3 separate regions of the Mus musculus genome follow, and all the other regions are linked to region 3. Evidence: chromatin contacts called from public HiChIP or PLAC-seq and Micro-C data. All regions are on one chromosome and are shown on one strand. The core of a region is the stretch at or near the end of the contact, and the rest is flanking DNA. Distances in the headings are between cores, read along the strand shown. Region 1 holds the start of Dcaf12 (DDB1 and CUL4 associated factor 12). Region 2 overlaps Gm34213 (a long non-coding RNA gene). Region 3 holds the start of Aqp7 (aquaporin 7).

Region 1 (4,718 bases), core at 1,247-3,746, 270 kb before region 3:
GTATACTCATACATAAAATAAATCTTTAAAAAAAAAAAGAGTCGGGGCTATATATAGCTCAGTGCTAGCATTTTCCATGCAAGAAAACTTAGGTTTGATCAGTAACACTTAAAATTATTGTATGGCTGAAGGCATAGCAGAGTGGTAAAGAACTTGCTTAGCAAAAGAAAGGCCTTGAAGCAGGGCAGTGGTGGTGCACGCCTTTAATCCCAGCACTTGGGAGGCAGAGGCAGGCAGATTTCTGAGTTCAAGGCCAGCCAGGGCTTCACAGAGAAACCCTGTCTCAAAAAAAAAAAAAAAAAAAAAAAAAAAGAAAAGAAAAGAAAAGAAAAGGCCTTGAGTCTGAGCCCCCAGCACACACACATATACACACACACAAAGCTGGAAGGTGAACTTTCAGTCCTCCAAGTGGACCTTTACTCCATTTCCACAGAGATGATCTGGCGTGTGGATCTGAGGATAATCCTGGGATGTCAGTGTGCAGGACAACTTACAGAATGAAGCTGCACCAGTGTCCTGTGTGTCCTGACATGGACTGAGGATGCCAGGAGTCCAGCCCCACTCAGCCTGAGCCTGGAGATCCTCAAAGGGTTCCAAACTCTTGTCCAGTGAACGACTGGGTCATCTAGAGCATTGTGAGGCAAGACAGAACCAGAACAGACTCAGAAAGGGAGGGCTGCCACAGTCCTGCCCGCTCACAATGTGTTAATCTCCGAAGACACAAGCCTAATCAGGAAAGATGGGGCTGCCTCTCCCAAGGTAGTATTAGGGGTTAGTTGCAGTGCTGATCTGGGGTGGTGGCACATCATTTCAACCTGGAAAACAAATCAAATCTTCTTGTAGGCAGAACGGCAGATGGGCCAACACAGTTCCCTGGAGGTATGAGGCCTGAAGCTGAAGGGACCAGCAGGTAACTGGGCACCACAGCCTGAGGCCAGTCAGTCTCAAGCAAGAACATCCTGCTTCCTCCAAGGGTTTCTTTGCCTGAGGAAAGTGGAAGCTGGCACTCACATTCCTTCAGGATCTTCGGAAAATGGAGGCAAGGGTGATCCCGCTTTGTTTGGTGACTGGTGCCAGTCCAAACCGGACATGCCAAAAATGACCACTCTCTTTTCTGTGGTTCAAGATTTCACTCCTTAATGGAGATCAAGGCTGGGCTCCGAGAGAAAGGCAGGCAATGGCATGAATTACAGCGATGGGTCTATTTGCTGAAGCACAAGGACAGTGTGACTTTGACCTTGCAGACCTAAAAAGGGTGGCATTTTATGAAAGAAAGTGACTTATTAGATGTGGTTGCACACACCTTTAACTCAGCTCTGGGGAGGCAGAGGCATGTGGAGCTCTATAACTTTTGAGGCCAGATTGATTTATATAACATGCTGCGTTCCAGACCAGCCAAGACTATACACTGAAACCCTGTCTCAAAAAAAAAAGGAAAGAAAGAAAAGGAATAAATAAAAGAAGGGGAAAAGTGACTTGAGGTTTAGACAGGAGTCAAAATAGACAGGGAGCTGGAGAGTAAAGAAGTGGAGAATGGAATCTGGGGACTCCGTATGTGTGGGGAGACCTGTGCCAACAGGCATGTGAGGCAGCCTGCGTTAGCTCTGGTACTTTGATGTGGCAAAAATCTGACCATACTGCTGCCTTCCTACCCTGAATCCATCTTGAAGGAGTGTGATGTGGGGTTCTCTGCCTTCCTTAAAGTGTCTAATCTTTTGTGCCCATTGACAGTTTGTGAGAATGTTGGGGGAAAGTGCTAAATGTGAGGCTACTAGTTACAGGATTAAGAAACGTCTTCTGAGGTATAAGGAAGGGTCAGAACCTGGGCCCTAGCAGCCTTAACTCATTCTCAACAGGCCAACTAAAAGACAAAGTGTAAGGGGAAACTTGAAGAAAGGTGTTAACTCGGTCTCATTGGAAAGAACAACGACGGGACATTCTCTTATCCTAGTCCATCTTAGGGGCTGACGTGTGGTTTGTTTAGGCTTAAAGGCAACAGCTATGCTTAAGTAAGCAGTCGTCGGCAAGGTGTGGTCGCATCCATCATCTGTTCGCCCAGTTTCTCTGGGAAGGTAGTCTGACAAGTTTTCCCAACTGTGATCTATCTTTCCTGGAGTCAAGTTCCTCTATTGGCTGGCATCTGTGCCCTTGTCCTTTCCTTCTCCCAGGAAAACTGCAATTTCTTAGAGTCCAGTGTTTTAATAGTCTGATTGCAATCTGGCAATCAGGGTGTCTAGAATATCTTTAATCCTACCATGATGGTTACAGGTTCAAGATTGGTCCCGCAGCCAGGCAGCTCATGCTTACTTCCGCATGCCAGAGGATGAGCTGGCTGAGGTCGGAAATGTCCCGACAGAAGGCTGGATTCCTTTGGCCACAGCTTAACCGCCATTGGCAAGAGGCAAGCGGAAGTTCTCCGAGGACATCAATTCTCCTTGCTGCGCTTAAGTCCCGCCCTGCTGGTCTGGGCGGTGTCTCCGTGGCGACGTGCTGCTATGTGCGGCTGCGCAGGAGTGACGGGGCGCGGGCGAGTGGGAGGGGGGTGTTTTGGTTCTCGCCGCTCGCCGTCCTTTCCAGACACGGCGGTAGGAAAGCTGCTTGTTCCTGCTTTTCCTTCCCCTTCCCTTCCCCTTCCCCTTTCCCAACCCGGATTTTCCCTTCTTCCATTTACGCGCCTCATTTTGATCGACTGCTGCCCGGGATCCGAGCCATTTTCCGGGCCGGGCGCTCGAAAGCGCGCGGCCCCAGGGCCCGGTTCATGACCCGTCGCCCTGCCGCCCCTTGCCTTCTCCGCCTCATGTGGCTGCGGGGCCACGGCGGCGCTGCCCACTATGGCCCGGAAAGCAGTTAGCAGGAAGCGGAAAGCGTCTGCCTCGCCAGGAGCCGGGAGCGACGCTCAGGGCCCGCAGGTGAGGGCTCACAGGTCTGGGTCATCACCTAGCAGGGGCTTAGGGCGTTCCAGCTGGGTTCAGGAACCTGGGGCCAGGGCGGGACGAGAACCGGAGCCGGGACTGTAGAGCAGTGACCGGTCCTTCTGCAGTGTACTGGCGAGCAGGCGGGCCGGAAGGGTGAGGAGCCAAAAGAAAACTACAAAATGACGCCTTCCGCTGGAAGTCAGCAGCTAGGGATAGAGAGCTTCAGGACCTCCTCGTTCCTGGAGGGAGGAGAAAATGAAGACAAGGGGAATCGGAAGTAAGACCGACCTTCCGAAGTTACTGGGAAGGAGATTGAAGTGGACCTTCCAGTGGCACTAGGAATAAGGGCCGATGGTCTCTTATCAAGGAAACCATCTCCTAAACTGGGTGCAGGCCCCTTTGGCTCTTTAGACATCTAGAAGAAACACCAGGTGTCATCTCTATATTGCCCCCTTTGGAGAGGAAGGCCTCTTGGACTTGGGATTCCGACGCAGGTTACCCCGTTGGTATTTGATTTTTCGAATTCTAAAACTGCCCGCAGCGCAAGTCGCGCGGAGTCAGATGAGCGGCCATTGACTGTACATCCCTGGAAGATCCGAGACCCCAGTCTGGCTCTTTGAGCTATACTCTTTATGCTCTACGGGGTGCACAGGCGGAGAGGGAGAAGGGGGCTGGGTAGAAGTGCAGCCCAGGTGGGTTCTGTAATATGGACTTCATTTCGTAACTATCAAGGACACCTGGGTATATGTTATTTCTGAGCCCTCCACTTTCCTCAAAGGTTTAGTTAACTTTTTTTTGCCCTGTTTATCCATTTTCTAAGTAGTCTTCATTATGAGAGCCTTATTTCAGTGCTAGCCGAGTTAAACTGTACTTTCTGGATTACAAATCTTCTGTTAAATGTTTGATTGTGTAAATCCCGAAGGACGAATTCGTGTTGGTTCTTTTATAAAACGGTCAGACTTCTTGTCTGAAGGAAAAGTGGCCAAACCCCTGATTTCTGATGTTGGCTTTCACAGTTTGGCTGGGATCATTCGCTGCACAAAAGGAAAAGACTCCCCCCAGTGAAGAGATCCCTAGTGTACTACCTGAAGAACCGCGAAGTCAGGCTCCAGAATGAGACCAGCTACTCTCGCCTGTTACATGGTTATGCAGCACAACAGCTTCCCAGTCTCCTCAAGGAGAGAGAATTTCACCTCGGGACCCTTAATAAAGTGTTTGCTTCTCAGTGGTTGAATCATAGGCAAGTGGTGTGTGGCACGAAATGCAACACAGTAAGTATCAGGAGTGCTCTTTGTCTTCCTTTTGTTGCTGCTGCGGTTTGGTTTGGTTGAGACCAGGGTTTTTCTGTGAAGACCTGGCTGTCCTGGAACTCACTCCATAGACCAGGCTGGCCTCGAACTATCTATCTGCCTGTCTCTGCCTCCCAGAGCTCAGCGGTGTGGGCTGTGCTTCCTTTTTCTTAGGTCTGAGATGTGGGACTTGGTTTACTCTAGCACCTTTCACTGTTCGTCTTTCCCCGTTTGTTTGCCTTTTTTTTTTTTTTTTTTTTTTTGTAAGCAGAGTTGGAGTTTATTAAGAGATTTTTAATTAGAAGTGTTAGGACAAAGAAGTGCTCAAGGAATGAGTAAACTGTAGTGTGGGTCTGGGCTCTTGAGGGAAACGTGCTCCCATCAGCTTCCCTCTCTCCCTCCTCCTTCATTGGTGACCTTGTCCTCTTTTTCTGCTTCTTTTCTCACTTCTGAGTCTCCCGACCCCTTCAAATGAACATGTGTTTTAGGTCCCCTGACTCTGTATGCTGCTGCT
Region 2 (4,213 bases), core at 1,351-3,850, 270 kb after region 3:
ACCAGGCTGGCCTCTGACTTTCAGACATCCTCCTGCCTCTGCCTTCCTGAGCGCTGGGATTAAAGGCATGCACCCCCACCCCCACCCAGCAATTCAATATTTTCTGAAATTTGTATTTGTGTGTGTGTGTGTGTGTGTGTGTGTGTGTGTGTGTGTGCATGTACTCACAGAGGTCAGAGAGCAACTCTCTGGAGCCTCCCTTCTTCCATCATGTGAGCCCAAAGCATAGAAGTAGTATTGTCAGGAAAGTGGCAAGCATCTTTGCCAGCTGAGCCATCACTTTGGCACTTAAAATTTTAAGCTTTACCTAATCTTTGAACCTGCTTATAAATTACATCCTTTGAAAAATGTAACTTGGGGCTGGAACGATGGCTCAGCAGGTAAGAGCGCGACTGGTCTCTAATGAGATCTGGCGCCCTCTTCTGGTGTGTCTCAAGACAGCTACCGTGTACTTATGTATAATAATAAATAAATCTTTGGGCCAGAGTGAGTGGGGCTGACCGGAGTGAGCAGAGGTCCTGAATTCAAATTCCCAACCACATGATGGCTCAGAACCATTAGTACAGCTACAGTGTACTCATATACATTAAATAAATAAATAAATCTTTTTTAAAAAGAAAAGAAAAAAAAAAAAAAAGAAAAATGTAACTTGAAACGCTACAAGACTGGACCGGGGATCCAGCTCAGTTGCCAGAGGGCTTGCCTAGCATGCAGTCTGGGTTCAGTCCCAAGCACTGCCTGCCCCGGGGTGGGAGAGCTTCTCTGTAGTTCCGGCACTCAGGAGGAGGGTGAGGCTGGGGGATGAGGAGTTTAACATTATCTGTGGTTCCATAGCATTTTGAGTCCAGCCTGAGATACACACGATGGTGTTTCCAATAAAGGAAAAAGCCACAAGACACATGTATTAGCTATGCTTGAGAGACTCAAGCCCCCTCCCCATCTCTTTTTCTGCCTGTACTTCAGATTTAAGTCCATACTGTCCTAATTTTTTATCTCTTTTTAATAAATCCAACTTTGCTTCATACTGACTCATTCTGAAAATCTCTACGGTAAAAAACCAAACCACCCAACAAACAAAAACAATCCAACAAAATAAAACTCAACCAAAACTGTTGGCATTCCTTCTACGCTCTGCCCAACAGTTACCTAGCAACAGCCAGGTAGGCCTGACTCACTATAAAAGGGACAGTTTGGCTTCCCTTCACTCCCTCTGATTCTCTGACTCTCTTTTCTCTCTTACCTCCCACACCTTCTCTCTTCCCCCTCCCTCCCTCTCCCCTTCTCCCTCTCCTTTGTCTCCTCTCCTTCTCTGTCTCCTCCCTCTCTCTGCCTCTACTCCCTTCTCAACTCCCCTTCCCATGTCCCCAAATAATCTCTATTCTATACTAGACCCATGGGCCTGCTGAGGTATCCTCTCCCACCGCACCATTCCTCGCTCTACAAAACATATCCCTGACTCTACAAAACACATCCTAGTCTTTACAAAACACATAAAAAACCAACCCAGTTTCATTTGAGTTGAGGCTGCAGAAGAACTCAATAGGCGTGGACTATGTGTCTCCCCACTGCTGCTGACAATGAGCTTGCCAGAGGACTTCCCCAAACCTACCATGGCAATTGGAGAAACGGAGACTTTGGGCAGGATAGTGGGAATGAGGGCAGAATCTCCCCTCATCTAGCCAAAGGAAAAGGAGAAATCTGAAATGTGTAGACTGAGAACTAATTTTGTGCCCCAGAGCTCCTTGAGATTGTAAGAAAATAATTTGGGAAAGGAGGGCCAAAGATGCCATTTAAAAGACAGCTCTGGGAAATCCCTGTAGAGAAAGTACAGGAAGCTGCTGTGCTCGGGTGCCCTGGTTTTGTTTGTTCAGATCCCAGATCAAAGGATAGCAGAGGGAAGCCTCAGGAAGCCACAAATGCCAGCAAGTCAGTGGTGGGGTAACAACCCTCACATTCCAGTCCCAGCCTGTGGCAAGAACCTTTTCATGTGGCTTTAGTATCACAGAGGCTGAGTGGGCCAGTGGGCCACACATTGTGTTTTGGGGGAGGGGGGGCTAAGACAAGGGAGAAGGTCATGGGATGACCAACCAGCCACCACCTGCAGACACAGGAACAGCGTGCAAGCTCATTGGTGAGAGCTGGGATTGTTAACAAGGACAGTGTTCCCTTACTCCAGACTGACCAGTTTAGACCTCGTTTGAACCTACAGTGCTCATTTCCTCTTTGTGTTAAGAAATAGAAACTGAGGCCGGGCAGTGGTGGCACATGCCTTTAATCCCAGCACTTGGGAGGCAGAGGCAGGTGGATTTCTGAGTTCGAGGCCAGCCTGGTCTACAGAGTGAGTTCCAGGACAGTCAGGGCTACACAGAGAAACCCTGTCTCGTAAAACAAACAAACGAACAAAAAAAAAGAAGAAGAAATAGAAACTGCAGGAAGACTTTGACAGCATCTTAAAAATTGAAAACAATTATGTCTTAAAACCACGTACAGGTGTGTGTTAATTGAATGAAAATGGCTCTCACATGTTCATAGGGAGTGTGACTTTATTTGAAAAGATTAGGAGGCGTGGTCTTGTTGGAGGAAGTGTGCCCGGGGGGATGGGCTTTGAGGGTTCAGAAGCTCAAGCTGGGCTCATGACTCACAGTCTCTTGCTGCTGCCTGCTAATCCAGATGTAGAACTCTCAGCTACCTCTCCAGCACCATGTCTGTCCACATGCTGGCATGCTTCCTGCTATGACAAATAATACACTAAACTTCCGAACCTGTAAGCCAGCCCCAATTAAATATTTTCCTTTATAAGGTTTGCCATGGTCATGGTGTCTCTTCATAGCACCAAAAACCCTTAGACATGTGGATATGAATGTAGGTGCCCAGGAGGTCGGAGGCATCAGATCTCCTGAGGCCTGATGGTTACAGATGGTTGCGAGTTGCTATGTGGGAGCTGGCAATCACACCTGGGTCCTCTGGAAGAGCCACGGGTGCTTGTAAGTGCTGAGCTATCTCCACAGCTTTAAATGATAACTATGGCACATTCTTTTTCAGTGCTAGATGTGCCAGATATGGTTAACATGTTTTACATGTAATAATAATTCATTTGATCCTCAGAAAACTTATTTCATTTTTAATTTTTCAGACAGTTGCCCTGGCTATCCTAGAACTCACAGCACAAGACCAGGTTGGCCTCAAACTCCCAGAGACCTGCCTGCCTCTGACTCCTGAGCACTGGGATTAAAGGCCTGCACCCCCACCACCTGACTCTCAGGAATGATGAGAGCTCCTAACAGCACACCCTGGAATTCCCAGTTCAGCCGCTCTCAGTGCTGCAGCTCACAGGCAAGCAGTGGTGCATAGTGACTGGTTAGGTTCCTTCGGAAGCAAGAGCCTCCTGGAAGGCAGACGATGGGAGGAAGGTAATCAGAGGGTACAAATAGGACTAGCAGAAAGAGATAGAAGGGACCAAACTCCAAGAATAGGCACTGGGGAGCGGAGGGGGTGGGGGGGCTGGGCAGGAGAAGAAAAACAAAATCGACAACAAACTCCACTGAAAACTGCGGCATCTCCCGCAAATCTCCCGCAAAGGAATCCAGGCAGAAGGGATAAACCGCACTGGGGCGTGGTTGCTCGTGATCTTGCGCCTGTCATTTGGGTCTTGCTCTGCAGACCCTTAGGACCACCGGGCTCCAGCGCAACTATGAACTTGGAGCGGGTATCCAATGAGGAGAAGTTGAACCTGTGCCGGAAGTACTATCTTGGTGGATTTGCGTTCCTGCCTTTTCTTTGGTTAGTCAACATTTTCTGGTTCTTCAGAGAGGCGTTCCTCGCCCCAGCCTACACAGAGCAGAGCCAAATCAAAGGCTATGTTTGGCGCTCAGCTGTGGGCTTCCTCTTCTGGGTGATCATTCTCGCCACCTGGATCACCATCTTCCAGATCTACCGGCCCCGCTGGGGCGCTCTTGGGGACTACCTCTCCTTCACCATTCCCCTGGGCACTCCCTAACAACTTCATAAGCTGCTGATCTGTTCTTTCTCCCAGGATGAAGGCTTCTCTGCTCTAGGCTTTCCCTCAGACCCTGAAGACATCTGTTTCTCATTTCCCATCTGCCCCAATAAAGGACCCTAACTTAAAAAAAAAAAAAAAAAAAAAAAAAAAAAAAAAAAAAAAAGAATAGGCACTGGGGGTTGGGCTTTGGTTTGGCTGGTATGGGTTTTTCTG
Region 3 (4,632 bases), core at 385-2,884:
TTTATAAACTAAGCTACTTTTCTTTTTTAAATATTTATTTATTTATTTATTTATTTATTTATTTATTACAAGTACACTGTAGCTGTTTTCAGACACACCAGAAGAGGGCATCAGATCTCATTACAGATGGTTGTGAGCTACCATGTGGTTGTTGGGACTTGAACTCAGGACCTCTGGAAGAGCAGTCAGTGCTCTTAACCTCTGAGCCACCTCTCCAGCCCCTAAGCTACTTTTCTTAAGTCTGCCCATACTGGCGACTCCCTGAAATTGTTTAGTGACAGCAATAGTGGTTTCACTTGAATGGAGGTGTGTGTGTGTGGGGTGTGTGTGTGTGTGTGTGTGTGTGTGTGTGTGTGAGAACAGGCCTCTGCAGGGTGGTGGCCACGCCTTTCAAGCTCAGTGCTCCAGAGGCAGAGAGGCAGCTCCAGAGGCTGGCCTCTGACTTTGAGGCCAGGGTTCTTTACAAAGTGAGTTCCAGGGACAGCTAGGACTAAACAAAGAAACAAACCAACAAAAACCCTACCTTGAAATAAAATAAAGCTGGGGTTTCATATAGCCATAGCCCAGGCTGTCTAGTCTAAACTTACTATGTAGTGGAGAATGACCTTGAACTCCCGGTTGTAGGCATGTGACTCTCGTCTCTGAGTCAGACTCTGACTGTAGAGCATTGTCTGGCCTGGGACTCACTCTGTAGACCAGTCTGACCTCATTTCCCCTGCTTTCCAATGGTGGGATTTCTGTGTAGTGATGGCCTGAGTTTTCTAGGCAGTTCAGGCTATGCTCAAACTTGTATTCCTCTTGTCTCTGCCTCATGGGTGCAGGCTACAGACACCCTGTTCAGTGATCTCTAGAAGACAGTCTCACTCCCATACAAGGCTTTTGGACAACCACATCTTATAACTTCTCCCATCGAGGTACTGTGTGCGTCTCCCTGGGCTTCCTGCCTATCACCCACCTCTCGATGACAGGCACCCACCCTCATGCTTTGGCACTGCAGCCCCTGCTGACACGTGCATGCCTGCCTGTTCTTCCTGGCCCCACCGGGCCCCTGAACCCAGACAAACCATTTGGCTGCAGGTGGTCTTCAGCTCCCTCTGACCTCACCCCCATAGTTGAGATCCCACGGCTGCCTTGAGCCAACAGCCCCGTGCTGGGCTAGCCTGGTTTTTCTCATAGAGCCTTGGGCATACTTTTCCTAAGATAGGCAGTGTCCAGAAGACAGGACCTGGAATGGGGGCCGCAGGAAACCAGGTCTGGCTTTTTTCCTCTTCTCCCAGATGGGGACCCCTGAGGAGAGGGCCTAACTCTCCTCCCTCTGCTTCAGGTGGAGGGCTCTCTGAGGACTGACCCAGAATTGTTTTTCCAGTCCTTCCACCTCTTCCACCTTTCTGTTACTTTCTGGAAACTTCTATGTACATCTCCATCTACACAGCTTTCTCTATAGCCTGGGTCTCAGGAACCTCTGTGGCCTTCTGCAGGCTACCTCTGGCTCTGGTCTTAGAGATAAGCCAGACACTTGGCATGTAGTACTGGCCTTTCCTCTGGGACTATGAGGCCCAGAATTCACACCTGGAACTCCACCTCTGACCTCACAAGGGCTGCCTCAGAACTCAGTCTCCATGGTGCTACTGGTAAGAACAGAGATGCTATTTTGGGCAGTGTGTATGGACTTGGCTTAAGTGGCATGGGCCAAACCCCTGCCCTACTGACCTCTCCCCTGGAGAAGCACAACAGAACTCACAGCCACCCTGGGGAGGGCCCAGAGGCAGGCTCAAGTGAGGACTCGGAGACCGCAGAGCTACAGTTCAGTTGCAGCTTGAGTCTGCCTCCCTGATAGAGAAACGGAATCAAGACCAGCTGTGAGACGGAGGCTGAAAGACACAGAGCACTTCAGAGAGTGAGCGGGGCTGCGGGTAGTCTGGGACAGGGGAGCCTCCTTGGGGCAAGCCCAGCAGGGGGTGTTTGGGAAAGAAAGTTCACCAGGAGTTGGAGTATGACTCTCTGTCCTGGTTCAGCCCTGTGTGGCCGTGTGACACGGACAGATTGGCTGTCACTTGGATGTGGCAGGATCATAGCTGCTGAGTGGAGCAGAGGGTGGGAGGGTGCATTGGGCTGCACCGTGGAGGGAGGAGAGGAGAGCAAACAGACTGGGCAGAAGTGAGGCAGGTCAGAGATGGGTCTGCTGATGGCATCTTCCTCAGGCACTTTAAGGTTAGGGATATAAATTGATGCTTCATCCAGAGAAAATCGGGTAGCGCCTGTCTGGGGGCAACTGTCAGGAGTTACCCTGGCAGTCTAAGAGGAGGATGGACTAGAGGGTAAGTTTCAGAGAGGTGGGAGAGTCAACTTTAGCACAACGTTAGTTATCCAAAGCTAAGTAGATGGCAGACTTGGGGAGGCCAAGAGGGCTTTTGAGGAGCCCCGGTCTTGAGGTCCAGGTTTCTGGGGTAGCATGAGTAGAGGGGGGGGGTAGGACACTTTCACATTGCTTGAGGCATTCTCACCTTCCTCCCTCTTCCCTCCTCCCTCCAGCTTGCCTGGGTTTGGGATAGCGCTGTCCTGATTGCTTCTCTCCAAGTTCTGAATCTCTCACTCAGCCCTAGGTGGTTCCTCTCCAGTACCACAGAGTCTAAAACTCAGAAAACAATGGCCGATATCAGGTTAAGGGACGCTCTGAAGATCTGGATTGAGGATACAGGGCTGGTGAGCAGGCTCTGTCTGCCCCGTGTAAATGGCAACTAGCTGACCCAAATCCATCGCCTTTGACTCTTGGTGATGACAGAGTCTGCACTAGTCAGGGTCCTGATCTCTTTACCTCCTCAAGCCTCCGCTCCAAGTCTTGCTCTCCCGGCTCTCCAGCCGTGCGCTGTCCTCAGTTGCTTTCTGTACACATGCTCAGACTCCCTCAACAGTTCTTCCCTTTTCCCGGAGCTCTCTCCCTATATTTACCCACATGGCTACTCCTTCAGCCTTTCCATTCATTTCCAAAGAGGCCCCTCAGTCAGGCTTCCCGAGACAACTGTACTTCCGGTCCCACTCCCTGTGCAGTGGCAGCTGATGCATTCCTAGTGCCCTTCTAGACCTCTGTAGTCCTCACTGCCCTCTCAGGCAAGCATGCCTATCCAACTCATTGCTGAGTGCCACGAGAATACAGATGCTCGCCCTTTGTGCCCTCTCACTGGACCCAGCGGCTCCCTCTGCATTGGCAACCTTGCTCTTTCAGCCATGTCTCCCTTCTTGGCTTTAGACCTACTTCATAAGACCAGCAACTCGACGCCGGGTGAAAATTACCATCTCCGCACTGCACCTCCAGCCTCTCTCGTCTTCCTGTGGGTCTCAGCTCAGACAGGGGTCCCCTTCTCCTCGGCTCCAGCCAGAAGTCAAGGGTAACGTCCTTAATGTTCCCTCTCCGCCATGGCTCTCATCTAGGCACTAATACCTTAAATACCTAGGCTTTGTGTCTCCCCACCCCTCTTTCCCCAAGGCCCACCTAGCCACACCTGTCCTGTTCCTCTTCATCCCCGAGACCCAGCACCTTCCCCAGACGCCAGCACTGTACCACCTAACGAACACCGGTGTCTAAAACTCATTTTTTCATCTGTCTATCCATCAAACAAAGCTTTTATTGAACAAAAGTTTATCAAGTGTCAGACTCCTTAGGAAGGCTTTGGCGTCAATCTGGTTAGGATAGAGAAATAGATTGCCCAGTTCTTGGTAGGTTATTCAACCAGTGATCGCGCACATCTGTGGGCCTGGCACTGAGGGTCCTGGGGAGGTGAGACCCTGTCTCTCCTTTTCTCCTCCTCATTGCTCCTTCACCCACTCACTTCCAAGCACCTCTCTGCTGGCCTGGTTGTAGAAGCCCGGTGCGTTTGCTGACCCCCTCCCCCACCTTCTGAAGAACCTGGTTTTTGTTTTCAGGCTTCTGTGCTGTTTATAGAGCCCAGCATCAGATTTTGCCAAACCTCATGGGCAGAGTTCCCCCACTGTTCCTAACCCCAAGCTCTGCAGAGAGACAGACACAGTTGAGCTCTGATTCCCATCTACCCCAGACCCTGCCTCCTCCCCAAAACAGATTGCACTTTCAGTTCCCTGCCTACCCCCTTTGCAAAGTGGCCACATTGGTACACCCCTCCTGCCTGTTCAGTCTGGGACAGAAGGAAGAAGAGGCCTAGATGGGTCATCTTACCTTCCATGTCCCTATAGCTCTTGGGTGTCTTCATCCCTGCTCTCTCTACTGCCCCGGGCAGGAGAAGGTACTCGGGGAGAGGCACCTGGGTTACCCATTAACTCAGCCATGAGTTGAAGGGCAGATGGGCAGGAGGCAGACTTGAATCTCCTTTCTGTTTGTTAGCTTGGTCTGCTGCTTCAGGTCCACCCACAACTCCACAATGGCCCCCAGGTCTGTGCTGGAGACCATACAATCAGTGCTACAGAAGAATATGGTGCGAGAGTTTCTGGCAGAGTTCCTGAGTACCTATGTCATGATGGTGAGTGGCTGGGTGGCCTTGGGAGGCTGGGGGGCAACAGAGGCAGTCCTTTAGCCCCTCCCCACTGTTGACCCTAGGGTCATATCATTCCTTCCCCTGCCTCTGCGGTGGGAGCTGGGGAAGAAGAGAGGCCTTCCTCATC

Evidence for each region. A called contact is a pair of places that touch in the nucleus more often than the background predicts. HiChIP or PLAC-seq counts read pairs in DNA pulled down with a chosen protein or histone mark.
Region 1: a contact with region 3 is called in an H3K27ac HiChIP or PLAC-seq map of embryonic stem cells, with 5 read pairs. The contact joins the promoter of Dcaf12 here to the promoter of Aqp7 in region 3. A contact is called at or near these places in 7 of 39 promoter capture datasets (cranial neural crest, embryonic stem cells, hematopoietic stem and progenitor cells and 4 more), 1 of 484 Hi-C or Micro-C datasets (embryonic stem cells), 5 of 115 datasets of contacts at active chromatin or transcription factors (embryonic basal ganglia, embryonic stem cells, forebrain and 1 more) and 5 of 9 other capture datasets (adipose tissue, embryonic stem cells, liver and 2 more).
Region 2: a Micro-C map of the G1E-ER4 cell line shows a contact between it and region 3, with 6 times the contacts expected there. The contact joins the enhancer-like site here to the promoter of Aqp7 in region 3. A contact is called at or near these places in 18 of 39 promoter capture datasets (the 3T3-L1 cell line, 3T3-L1-derived adipocytes, the C10 cell line and 10 more), 1 of 15 datasets of contacts at CTCF or cohesin (embryonic stem cells), 22 of 484 Hi-C or Micro-C datasets (the Ba/F3 cell line, the G1E-ER4 cell line, the HL-1 cell line and 7 more), 6 of 115 datasets of contacts at active chromatin or transcription factors (cardiomyocytes, embryonic basal ganglia, embryonic stem cells and 1 more) and 3 of 9 other capture datasets (adipose tissue, embryonic stem cells and pancreatic islet).

What each region holds. Positions count from the first base shown.
Region 1 is chr4:41,312,679-41,317,396 of GRCm38.p6, reverse strand. It overlaps Dcaf12 (DDB1 and CUL4 associated factor 12), which reads left to right and starts at 2,496. Exons shown (of 9, transcript NM_026893.3): 1 at 2,496-2,909; 2 at 3,932-4,186. The coding sequence starts at 2,832. Gm46891 (predicted gene, 46891) reads right to left here and starts at 3,055. Exons shown (of 2, transcript NR_168697.1): 1 at 495-3,055.
Region 2 is chr4:40,775,043-40,779,255 of GRCm38.p6, reverse strand. Gm34213 (a long non-coding RNA gene) reads right to left here. Exons shown (of 3, transcript XR_390479.3): 3 at 2,480-2,728. It also overlaps the pseudogene Psenen-ps. Among named protein-coding and RNA genes, the nearest start is that of Gm34213, 4.2 kb to the right of the region's middle. Within about 2 kb of position 2,600, at least 64 of the 459 cell types and tissues checked have an H3K27ac peak or open chromatin away from gene starts, as enhancers often do. A contact at or near this core is called in the G1E-ER4 cell line, the HL-1 cell line and pancreatic cancer cells, where this site is marked.
Region 3 is chr4:41,045,138-41,049,769 of GRCm38.p6, reverse strand. Aqp7 (aquaporin 7) reads left to right here and starts at 1,634. Exons shown (of 8, transcript NM_007473.4): 1 at 1,634-1,897; 2 at 3,248-3,386; 3 at 4,355-4,490. The coding sequence starts at 4,392.